Regions from separate parts of the Zea mays genome. Here region 1 is linked to region 2. The links are chromatin contacts, called in public Hi-C maps. All regions are on one chromosome and are shown on one strand. Each heading gives the region's core, a stretch centred on a gene start, on an enhancer-like site or on the middle of the called end of the contact. The rest is flanking DNA. Distances are from core to core; before and after follow the strand shown. Region 1 holds the start of LOC100216604 (putative RING zinc finger domain superfamily protein). Region 2 holds the start of LOC100274463 (putative protein S-acyltransferase 7).

The links. Hi-C and Micro-C count contacts between places; a contact is called where the count stands out from the background.
Region 1: a contact with region 2 is called in a Hi-C map of leaf, with 5 times the contacts expected there. The contact joins the promoter of LOC100216604 here to the promoter of LOC100274463 in region 2. A contact is called at or near these places in 10 of 25 Hi-C or Micro-C datasets (bundle sheath, ear, endosperm and 4 more) and 1 of 3 datasets of contacts at active chromatin or transcription factors (leaf).

Annotation. Positions count from the first base shown.
Region 1 is chr4:199,669,371-199,675,868 of Zm-B73-REFERENCE-NAM-5.0, forward strand. It overlaps LOC100216604 (putative RING zinc finger domain superfamily protein), which reads left to right and starts at 1,489. Exons shown (of 6, transcript NM_001143017.1): 1 at 1,489-1,736; 2 at 3,001-3,164; 3 at 4,440-4,498. The coding sequence starts at 1,577.
Region 2 is chr4:199,513,475-199,519,725 of Zm-B73-REFERENCE-NAM-5.0, forward strand. It overlaps LOC100274463 (putative protein S-acyltransferase 7), which reads right to left and starts at 4,557. Exons shown (of 5, transcript NM_001148822.1): 1 at 4,128-4,557; 2 at 3,115-3,297; 3 at 2,510-2,815; 4 at 2,003-2,236; 5 at 1,232-1,904. The coding sequence starts at 4,223. The coding sequence ends at 1,461. It overlaps LOC100275453, which reads right to left and starts at 719. Exons shown (of 7, transcript XR_004857919.1): 1 at 311-719.

The DNA.
Region 1 (6,498 bases), core at 239-2,738, 150 kb after region 2:
GTAAGGCTAGCTCCAGCAAGGGACCCTAAAGGGTTCTGTACCCTAAATATAGAGGATCAAATGGTCCTCTACGCTTTCCAGCAGCGTCCTCTAAACGGTCCTCTAAATTTAGAGGACGCTGCTGGATTATCTATATATAGAGTTTCTCTAAACGGTCCTCTATCCATTTGAATACTTTAAATAACCGATTTAGCAAAACTAAAATATGTACAATACATTTGAGAGTATGACAAATACGTATGTACAAAAAATAAAAATAAAAATGTCTCTAATATAGATATTTGAGTATAGAGGACGTGATTTAGAGGACGTTGTTGGAGAGGAAAGAGATATAGAGGATGAAATCTTTTAGAGGAGACTGTAAAGGACGGATATAGAGGATGAATATAGAGAACGTTGCTGGAGACAACCTAAGAGAGAAAGTAAATCAGTCACCAAGGAATCCACCATGGAGTTATCTTCAACAAATCTTCGATACTTCACAACATCGACGACAATAGTCGCAGATTGAACCGCCGCACACGCCTCCTTCTCAGCAACCGACGCCGCACATTTGGCCTCCGCAGCTGCAACAGCCGCAACACGAGCAGCATCAACAGCTTCTGCAACAACGACGACCGGAGCAGTTCGATCCATCTCTCGGGCTTGAGTGAGGCGGCTTGGGTGCGGCGGCTAGGGTTGCGCAGCAAGAGGAAAGAACGGTGGCTAGGGTGCGGGTCTCGCGGGTGCCTGGTAGGGGAGAATAGAGGGTAACAGATGTATAAGAGACGACGTGAGTATCACTGGATTAATCATCGACGTTACCTGGTAATGGAGTCGTCTTGTCCGTTTTGGAGTGTGGGCTATCTCTTGGTTTTTCATAACGATGAATCCCTCTCCGAAGCCTCCAATTCCTCGAAGCCACACCGAATTTCTCGGTTCGGACACAGTAGGGGTGGACGTTCGGGTTACCTGAAAATTTCGGGTCGGGTAATTCGGGTTTTTAAAATTTCGGATTTTGAGAATCGATACCCGAAATTACAACGGGTTTTGCAATACCCGAAAATTCGGGTACCCGAAATTTTGGGTTCGGGTATTCCCGAACTACCCAAACTATTGTGTCGGCTTCATAAAAATACATACACCCTATTAAATTAGTATAAAAATATAGTTTGAATAATGATATACATGGACATATAAAACACAAGCAATCTACAATCACAAGTTATGCACACATACACATATTTATAAATGTACAAATTAATAATTAAGCATGATATGAGTACATGACACATGAAAGTTCGGGTAATTCAGGTATTTCGGGTACTCTATTGTGATACCCAAATTACCTGAACTAAATTTGGGTTTTGCAAGTTGCTACCCGAAATTCCTGAACAAAATTCGAGTTTCGGGTATTCCGGGTTCAGGTATTCCAGGTTCGGGTTTCGGGTTACGGGTTTTTTGCCCAGGGCTCACAGCGTCCCTACCCTCTCCTGTCCTGTCGTTCTCGTGCAAGCTCACGGTCCCCCACGCCCACGAGCGCCTCCGCTGCGACGAAGAGAATCATCAGGCAGAGCGGGGGTGGGGCGGGGCGCAGATGGATCTAGAGAGGTCACCGCCAGCGTCGTCGGCGGAGGCGCCCGGGGACGGCGGCGGGGGCGGGGCCGCGGCCTGCTCAATCTGCCTGGATGCGGTGCTCGCCCGCAGCGCTGGTCGCTCCGTCGCCAAGCTACAATGCGGACACGAGTTCCACCTAGGTCGGATCCCCCGCGCCGCTGCTGGGCTACGTTTTTTCGTCATCCGGATCTGCCTGTGATGGCCGCCTTGGTCGGGTAGCGTGCGTCACCGGCGTAATTTGCCGTAAAAGAGGCTGAATTTGGCGTAGAAGAGGAATTCTGATGTGTCGTTTTCCAGGATTTCATAGCGTCGTCGACGTGGTTCAGACTTAATAACGGAGATGCTCTGACACATGTTCGGATGGTGAGCCTGATGATGCTGATGCTGATGGGAGTGAAAACTGCACGTGTAAGAGCAAGTAGTGCTGTTCCTGCATAATTGGAGCTCCAGGTTGACTTGCGAATCCGAGGCTTGGATTTAGCGGTAATTTAGGTTGCTTCACTAGCGGTTGGCCTGTTGCCTTGAGGGTTGTCGTGATTTAGCTTAGTTGTTATTAGGCCTATAACGGCTTTTGAAAGCAGGGACAACATCAAAGGTTCGGACCTTTGGGTCTTGTTCTTCCCATTCAGGTCACACCTTGTGTTAAGTACTGAGTACTTCCCTAGAGCAAATTTAGAAAAAAATGGGAGCTTCATCTCGTGTGATGCAAATTTAAAATTCCTATGACCCAACTTCTCAAATTTCTTCTATCTGATCTGTTAGTTGCTTCTAATGCTGCCCATCCTTTAAGTTTATGCTTGTTTTAACCGACTTAGGTTGTTTGCAAAACTGAACTGATGTCTTGTGATACCTAACTTTGCTAAATGATGGATTGGTTCCCTGTGCAAGTCATTTGATTGACATTTACAGCGCGAAATACATTCTGAGTTTATTGGAAAATTTGATCGAACAACGAAATAACATATTGTGATTAGGGATTTGAGGACTTAGGTTTTAATTCTCCATTGAAATTTATATGCACTGAATTTAATATTTTCTCACACGCCTGTACATAATTGATTAATCTTATACAGGTCAAATTGCTACATATGTAATTGAATGAAAATGAACCTGATTATCCTCAGTTATCAACCACAACTTCTCATCATGTAGTTATGCAAGTGAATATTTTTAACTGATGCCCAAACAAACCTTTAAATCATGCCTTAGCAATTTTGTCAAGCACCAATTTTAGTTCAACTTGAACACCAACAGCACAGTTCTATTGTCACATCAGTTTTTTTCCACTTATCTCCAAGAATGTCTCTGTCCCCTCACCCTTGTGTGTTTATGCGATAATGTGCATGAAAAATACATTATGATACCTTACGCAGATTGCTGAACTAATCAAGATTTTGTTGCCAGATTGTATTGGGTCTGCATTCAATGCAAAAGGAGCGATGCAATGCCCTAACTGTCGGAAGATTGAGAAAGGTCGCTGGCTTTATGCAAGCGGACATCGCGCCTCTGTTGATATTGATATGGGTGGCTGGGTGACCAGTGACAACTATGATATCACCTCCGAGCTTGTAAGTGCACATCTTTGAGTAGATACACATTTAGGTCATGAAAGTACTAACTTACATTTCTGTTGATTCTGTTTCATGAGTACTCATCTTTTTAGTCTGTTATTTGTATATTATAGGCACTAACTAGAACATGTGTTGTAGTGCCGCTGGCTTACAATGTTTTGGTAGCTTGTTCTCCCTCTTTTTAGGGAGTAGTTTAACTGTGCAAATCGTGTTTGATGGTAACATTTCCCTATAATATTTTATTGGTACTAGTTTAAAATATCATAAATTCATAATCATCACCAAGAGATTTTGAATATGAACCTAAGGCTTTTTTCTCGAAAAGCGCAAGAGAACTATGCCCCATTATATTAAGAAGAGAGAGAAAAAGGTCTAAAGAAGACCAGGTACAAGGACTTCCTTACGGAGGTCGAAAACTCAGAAACCAGAAAAGATCCATCTAGCAAACTACACTACACAGCTGACCAAAAAACCTTCCCCTTAGAACTAAGCATCAAGGGAGGAGACCACCAATAAGAGAGGCCCTTGGCCCCAGCCATCTCCCACATCAATCTCTCTTCCCTACCTAATCTAAGAGCTAGAGAAACAGTGGGGGTCCAACCATCAAAGATACATTTGTTTCGATGATTCCAGATGATCCAAGCTCCTAGGGCAATGAGAGATTTAGCCCCTTCTTAATAGGTCCATTGACAGACCCTGCAGCTTCTTCCCACCATATCATGAAGGAGGGCAAACCTGGCTATGGGGCGAGCACTTGCAGCCCTACTTGTCTTAGCAGCTTGAACCAGATATCCCTTGAGAAAACACAAGACACTAAGAGATGGTCCAAGGTTTCAGCTTCTTGATCGCATAATGGGCACTTGGAAGGATAATCAAGACCTCTTTTAGCAAGTCTGTCAGCAGTCCAACACCTCTTGTGAACCTAAGGTTGTCTCCAGCAGATTGTGCATATGGACGTGCAAAACACTGTTTTGCACTGTAGATTGCACTATTGTCAGAGTAAAGTTTGAAATAGGAGATGAGATGTGGGATAGGATGGGTAAGCCGTTGGAGACAACTTAACACTATCTTTGTGGCACATGACTGATGTCATTGGTATAATTGTTGGTCAAAGCATGAAGTTCAACATTCAAACTACATGTTATAAAAAATGAAAGGAGGGTATATTGAAAATGCCGCTAGAAGACACATTTTGCAGTCTTGGTACATCATTACCACCTGTCATGATTTGATGTTTCCTATTTCTCATTATCCCATTGTCTTTATTCACAGCCTTTTGGATTTCAATGGTGCCCCTTTAGTGGATTCACCCGGCTAGCATCCATGTTTGAGTAAGTACTCCTTATCTTTGATTGGATGGGGTTTTGCATCATGTTTTTAATGATTGAGAAGCAAGAATGAGGATGCCATCTTCCTTATATTCAGAAGAGAGTGCCTATTTTGCCATAGGCAAGTTTTGATGTGGGACACTGAGATTAGGTGGTACTCCCTCCGGTCTGTTTTATTAGGTGACACAGCAAAAACTGTGAGTTCATTTTATTAGGTGTGTTGCTTACTTGCTTTGATCTCTGTGTGCATTAACTCAGCTGGAGAAGCTGAAGCATCCAGCGCTGCATGCATGCGTGTGCCACCACCCATGCATGCAGAAGTTGTATTGTGGCACCTGATATTAGTCACTGAATATGTCTTGGTAATTGGTATCATTTTTTGCCTTCGTCTATTACACCGTTTTGGTCTATATTGGCCGATTGCGATTATGAAATCGTGATTCTTAACTAGCAAATTGCAAAGACCGTTATACTCATGCATCTGATTTGACGAGAGGTGGGGATAATTGACATTTTTCTCTCTCTTGTCGTTATCTTCTCACACCAGCTAAGATAGTGTCCATCTTCCTTCCCTCTTTTTCCTTGTTCATCTGCCGCAGCGTTGTTGCCTCCTGGTCCTGGAAGCGAAGGTTGAGCCACATAGTTGCTGCTAAGGTCGATCCACACAGGTCCGCGGTCCCAGAAGTGCTCATTTGTTACCTGTTGCGGTGGGGTGAGTGGTTGCTGCCATGTTGGGCATCTCCGGCGGCAGCGGTGGAGGCAGATGCACAGCGGTGGTTGCGAGCAGTGGTAACATGAGCTTCTCTGCTGGTGTCGACATGCGGCACATGACCTTGACACTAGCCTGCCTGAGTTGCTCTGGTTCTACTCAGCGCCACTCGTGTCTGCACTTGTGCTAGTGATTGCTCCACGTTGCTGGTGGCTTCACTGATCAAAGCGGTGCATACCCCTCCACCTCTTCACCCTTCTTGAATCTGCCAATGCAAGCTGCATGTGCGTAGGGAGGTTGTGGCTGCGCGTGAGGCAGTGTCTAAAAGGTGACTAGGTGTCCAGGCGAGTGCTGGTTCCGCTGCTGGGGGACGAATGCAGAGCAGAGCGAACGCGTTCGGCAGCCACGTCGCGCTCCTGAGCCGTGGTGTCCGCCTCCTGCTCTGCCTGAAGAGCTTGGGTGAGTGTTGCATCGCGCCGGGCGGCAGCCTGGAGGCATGCTTCATGCTCAACGACTGTCTATGCCGCAGCGTCGTCGACGATAGGTGGTGGCGGCGGTTCCAGACCAGCCATGGCTAGGGGAGGGCGCTGCCTAGGTGGCGCACAGAGGGGAGGGAAGAGGAGGCGCAGCCTAGAGGTGGCACTCAGAGGGGGAGGAGGTGCGCAGCCTGAGGTTTGCGCCTAGGGCAGCGGAAGGAGGATAGGAACTTGAGCTCGTGATACCATGATAGCAATATGGCTGCTATCTGTATTGATAATCAGAGGAGTACAGGTGCGCATATATATAGAGATAGAGAGGAGCAGGAGATCTCAGGTTTATGGAAACAATACCCTGAGATCTCCTTGATTAGAGGGATCCTATCTCTACCCCTGAATAGAGGGATTGCGTCTATAGCCTCCTATATGTGGCAGCAATAATAAGGCAAGTTTGTCTGTGCCTATATGGCAGGAGTGCCCGCGTCTGTATGGTAGGGAAGCCTGTGCCTGTATGGCAGGAGAGCCCATGGCAGATATATCTGCTAACAACCCGGAGGAGAGTGGTATCGATGTTCTATAGGCCAGAAATGGATCCCGCCATGGTCTGTTACAGCCCAACCCAACCAAACGTGAATTATCGGTAACAGATTGCGGTGCAAGTCAATTACGGGCCAAAAACACCCAACCAAACAGCACCTTAGTTCATGTGTGACAATTAGTTGCTAAATCCGGATTACTATGCTTTTGCTAAAAACAGCTCTTGCTTTTTTATGGTAATTTCATATATGGAAACTCATGTTCTTAAAATAATGTTTCCT
Region 2 (6,251 bases), core at 3,307-5,806:
AGTGATCTTGCGATAGTTCCTTGGCGTTGAAGAAGCAGCATTTCTGGATGGCTGGTTTTCGACAGGAAACAGAGCAGCGTAGGAATCAAACTATCACAAAGTGAGCATGCGCACGCGCAGCTGCTCACAGCGGCCGGCGGCTCGGCAGACGGCAGGCACTGCACGGGCTCACGCCTCACAGAGAAAGCAACAAATCCGGCGCCGCTCACTCGCTGCCCCGACCCGCAGATTAGCGAGGGCCAGACGAGCTGGTGAATCGAACAGAACGCTAGCAGCGAGACGTTGAGAGAGAGGGGGAGGAGGTGCCTACCTCAGGTCCTCCCTTCCTCCGAGGCGAGGGGCTCCGGTCCTCCCTGCCCCCGAGGCGACGAGCTCGCCTGCCTGGTCGCCGTTTGTCGGCCTTGCCAAGCGCCGCCGCAAGCAGCGTCGGAACTGCCAGGCTACTAGCAGATAATGGGCTACGAGCTAGCTGGGTCTTGTCCCGTAAGTAAATAAGCCAGCCCAAAACTTTCGAAGACCACCAATGTCACCACGCTGCGCTCGTCGGTTTGGACTTTGGAATTCAGCAAGGCGGGGCGGGGGACGGTGAAGGTTCGGCGGGCCGCGGGCCGCGGGCGTGAACCCTGGGCGGCTGGGCAGGTGCGGTGCGGTGCACTCCTGGGCACAGCGTCGCGTGCGGCAGCGGTGGGCGGAGACCGACTGAGAGTGAGCTCACCTGTTCGTTGTCGTGGCGAGCTTGCATTGGCTGGCTGGCTCGTAGACCATAGCGAAGCCTTTCAAACGACGGCGTCGCAGCATGACAAAGATTTCAGAACACGATAGACCTCTACATTTTGCACAAAATGAAAGAGGAATTGAAAATGAAGTAGTGTTATGCCAAAAAAAAAAGTTCAAACCTACAATTGATACTGTTTATTGATAAAATAAGACCCTATTTTAATGTACTATTGTTAATAGTTAGCTGTTAAAATTATCTAAATAATTGATTTTACCTAAGTTGCATGAGAATCAGAGGGGTTAATGTAGATTAAATCTCTTCCTATTCAATTTTCAGTAACAAATGATTTAATTCCCTTCAATCCACCCTTATCTGAACAATATCTAAAGATTTAGCGCAAAAGTGCAGAAATTTGATCGCTTAAATGAATGCATAGCCAAGTTAAATCAACAGATTACACCTTCAACAAAATCAGAAGCAACACTGCCACACCACACATCCAATACATCACATAGACTAAGAAGTCCAAACCAGATGTGGATTCATCATTTCTATATCGTCAAGGAACATCTTTCACTTCTAACTCAAGTCTTGGCTAGAAATGACACCCAAAACAAACTAACCAATGCCTGATTCACTCTACCGTCCGTTTTGTCCTACTTCACTTTCTTCTTTGCAAGCTTTTACCAAGTTTGGGGCCTGGAGGAAGGCCGAAGAGGTGGTTTGTGACGTGGGAAACTTCCTACGAATCATCATTTGTCCGCCGCTCAATCTTTTTCCTCTCACTGAGCCCACCTTCCATGCCAAACTCTTCTGCGAACGCCTCTATGTCAGGTGACATCTCAGAGCAGCCCTTCCGGCCGACAAAATGCGGCGGCTCGGTGCCACATCTCTCCAGCCCCATAGCACTGCCGATCTGGCTGTGCAAGTCTTCAAAGTCCTCTGCGGCCACCGCTTGCCTTTTCATGCCCATCTCAAGGTCCACGCTCGTCTTGGGTGGGCTTAGAACCCGTCCCATACTGAGGGATGACGCGAAGGTCGAAGAATCGGCCTTAACTTTTGCTCTGAAATCGTGTTTTGAGCTGGGTATCCTTGAAAACAAGACGTCGATGAAATTCTGACCCACTCCAAGGTTGTAAGGATTTGTTCTCCGGTCATAGCGGTATCTGAAGTTCTCATAAGTAGTCTGAAAAACGTTTTTTTCATGAGATTTCAATCTGCTAGCTTGCTAATAAACTGCAAAGCAAATTAAATGTTACTCCAGTTACTCAAGAATAGTCTTACCTGATTTGTAGAAATCAAATAGATGTGGAATGAGGTCAATCCTCCTACAAACCACACAGCAATAAATGTGTATAGGATGAGAAGACCGGAGATAGGAGACTTCAAAAGAGCTCTACCAATTTTGCATTGATGCGTGTCCATAATTCTCCTGAGATTGACCCAGCAGAATGCAAACACGTATATGCATAGTACAGTAGTTGAAGACACAAACATGAAGAAGAATCGGTAATTCCTCTGCAAGAAAACAGAATACGGGGCATGATGAGTAACATCCACAGTTAGAATTAAATAGTCAAGGATCCATATTGCGAGCACCATTGGGAGAAAACATAAACTGCACATATCCACATTCCCTCCTCTCTGTCTATTTCCCATTACATCATTCAGGTTTTAGCATGACTAACAAGTGACTGCTGCCTCAGCAATCTAAAAAAATTATATTTATTATAAAAGGTACCTTCATGTATATGACCATAAGAATGAATACTTGTCACTTCATTTCTTTACCTTGCCAATGCACTGGCCTACCCAAGGACAGTGGTGATCAAAACGTTCTACACAGTTGTTGCAGATTGAGCAATGGGAGCACCTTGGCGGACGATAAAGCATGCATGTATGGCAATATTTGACCTTGACTGAAACACCATTGACAAGAACATCCCGGGTAGGTGGTAAACCTGTCGAACCTTGTTGACCACCCGGGCAATCTGGTAAGTTGGAGGATTCATCGATGTCTTCAGGCTCTGGGGGATGAGTGTTTCGAGGAACAATTCCAGGATCACGGCCAGATGTGATAAGTAGAACAATAAGAATCTGAAGAACAAGAACAACAGTAGATCAGTTGTCTTTTCAACTAGTTAACAAGTTGCAGACACTATATTCATTCTATTTCAATATCTATATGCATAATCGCTATGAACCTACGACCATCTCCCCAAGGCAACTATGGTATAACTTATAACATGGTAAAAGCAAGTGCAGATGTTTGTTGTTCCCAAAAGATGGATAAAATTTTCAAATGCGTAACTTTGCATTTGAAATCCAACAAATAGAGGAGAAAAAAAATACAGATCAGTTTGTAGAGACTGACTGTACAAAGCTCATAAACTTACATATGCTGTAAAGATGACAGCCACAGATGCCACCCAACCTCCAATTTGGCTGTGGAACTCATGACCAAGTTGTGGACAAACGGTGGCAGCAAAGAAGATCACTGGGACTACAATCAAACATACTGTGAGCACGAGTGACCTCACATCTGGGCCAAAGATAAGTCTCCCACCAAGGAAAAATAACTGCAAGAACAGAGAAGGAAAATGGACGAAAAACATGAGCTTTATTCCAAGACACGTTAAGGATAAGGTAGCGCTTTGAAAAGTGAAAAACATAAGTATTTAAAGTTTGGGTATTTTTCAATTATTATGTTAGTAGCCAGCACATTTCAACTACGGTGAAGATAAACATGATGGTTACAAAATAAACAAAGTTGATGCTGATGAGTTCTAGAATATCTTTCTGCACAGAAACAACTTGCAATATATGCATAAATCCATAAATATAAGAGTATTTCCCCCCGAAAGGACAACATATGAAACGTGAAAACAAGAACAGACAGTAACAGTATTCTAGATTGTGAATTACACCTCAGCTGAAATTTAGCACTACATTATTCCAAATCCTTTTCAGCATTTAAATTTCTATCGCACTCCTGTATTTGCGTCGTGCAACAAATCAATGCCAAATAGACATCGTCTTTGACGTGTTCCTACACTAGCTGCTTCAGTAAAGATATTAGCCCATTATCATAAAATATAAACAAACAAGAACCTCTATTTATATGCCAAGTGGCCAATATAACACGCATCAGCAAACACTAAACATCACCTAGACCAGAATATCTTCTATAGCTTTTGGATGTTTATGCTGCTATTACAATTAATTCCAAAATAACACCAAGACTTCAACAGTCTCTGTCTCCACGTACTGACTCAAGTCAACATAAAGCGCTGTTTTTTCACATGTAATTCCCTGATCCTACTAAAACCAACAAGGGCAAGTAGCCATGACCCATCTTAAGAAAAACCGCAGAATCATAAACCAGACCGAGAGAGAGAAAAACCCTCACGTTGCTGCCCTTCCACGCCTGGTACACCCGCCGTGGCGGCGCGTCGAGCTCCATGATCCGCCGGTTGGAATCAGAGAGCTGTGCCTTCCCCTGCATCCTCCCTCCCACAGCTCCGCTCACCCTCACAGAATTCACAGAAGCAAGCCCTAGTTCACCCAAACAGCCCCATTGCGCTCACGAGCCCCCCGGCATAGGAATCCCAAAGCCAGTCACCGGACCGCCCGCAAAGCACGGAGGGCAAGCGGTTCTCTCGCGGATCCCGGCGCGGCTGGGGCGCAGGCTCGGACCGAACCGGCCCGCGAGGGACGGCGAGTCCGGAAATGGACAGAGTAGGCTCGGCGTCGGCGGCGGGGAGAGAGGGGACAGGGGAGCGAGGAGAGGATTACTGTGTGGGTATCGGCGGCGATGCCATCTTGGGATCGCAAGGTATCGAGCGGTGTCGCTGAGAAGAAAGGAATAATCTTGGGAGCTCTGAAGTCTGCAACTGTGAAGACTGGAGAGTTCAGTGCCACCTTCGTTATTAACCCTTCCAAACAAGGTTATTTCGAATAAAGACCCTTTGCGCAGGCTCTATTACTGACAAAATTAAAAAAATAGAAACGGTTTTTTATTTGACACCTTAGCTCTTAAAATATAATTTTTCTCTATTTGATTCTGAATATAAATTTGGTTCACAATATAACTTTTCGTAAACTGTAAGCTATCCACCGCGACTCCTATCTCATCCTCTTATTTTATCTTCTATTTTAAACTTCACTTTCTGTAAATATTGTGTTATCTACAATGTAAATCTCCTATTTTTTACGATACACCGAAGACAACCTAATTTCTAATAATGTTATCAAAATAATATTTATGTGTAAATATTTGTAATAAAAATGAGAGGCAGATTATTCATCATGCATGTCTTCTTAGAGCTGATTCATCTTGCACGCATGAGGCATGCAACGGAAAGATAAAGGTAACTTGCTTGCCATCATGAAGACAAGAGCTTAGAGGGCAGCATAAAACAAAAGGTTTGAGATGAAAAGACCAAGACCAACTGCAGAGGCTTTGGCGCCGGAGAAGCTTGTGTCGCTTGCACTGGACACCATCATCCAGTTCGGTTAAAAAATAGTACTAGGACGGCGCAGGAGGAAGAGAGGAGTTGAACAGCTGGATGAGGGCGCAGCCAATTCGGAACTTTAATGTCAATGGTTCAGACATAGTTGGTGTTTGGTTCACATACACATACACATACACCATAATGTTTGCGAGATGGGAGATTACAGTATCTCAAATGGTTTTTTCTAAAGAGTCATATACCCTATATTTAGAGATAATTCTCCTCATATACATGTTCTAATGGTGTTCTCTAAAATAATCTCTAGATATAGCTTCATCCCCTACATATAGTTGGGAACAGGTCAGGTGTAAACCAAACATTTGGTGCAAACCGTAAGCGCACGAGTGTTCGTGCAAATGGCTATACAGATGTACTATGAACATTTGCCTTACACATCAAATAAAAAAAAGATGAATTGTTTTGCCAAACAATTTGTTAAAAAGGCACTAACGCCTATGGAAGAGCTGCTCCTACAAGAAAGTCGAAGCCAAAACTCTGCTACGAGACATATGAAGTTCTTACTCTGTGCTACGAGACATATGATGTTCTTTTTTTTTGTTTGCACTGAAAGTTCGTTTCTAGTATAATTCATGCACAAGGGATGGAGGCAGCGGTGAGGCGAACGAGGCTCGAGCCCCTATCACTCCCGAGCCTATTGAACCTCGTTAGAGCCTCCCCTAAAATTTAAAATATTTTTCCTCTGTTTTTTTATTTGTCGTCTTTTAGTTCAAAAATAAACTAGCGGACATCAAATATTCAAGAACGTAGGTAGCGCATTGTTTAATATAGAAGGAAATTCTATATTGTAGCGGTTTAGTTTAGTCCATCTTCGGATTTTTTTCTAGCTCCGTTTGCCACTGAACAAACACACTTTAATTCAATGAAACTCCTCACGTATGAACGGGAACAGAAAAGAAATGGTCAAAAGCGTCCCCAGTCCGAAGTGCTCTCGGCTCTCCTTAGCAGCGCAGGTGCCGCGTTTATCGGCTAGTGGACTTGGTGTGGTTCTAAAGAGTAAT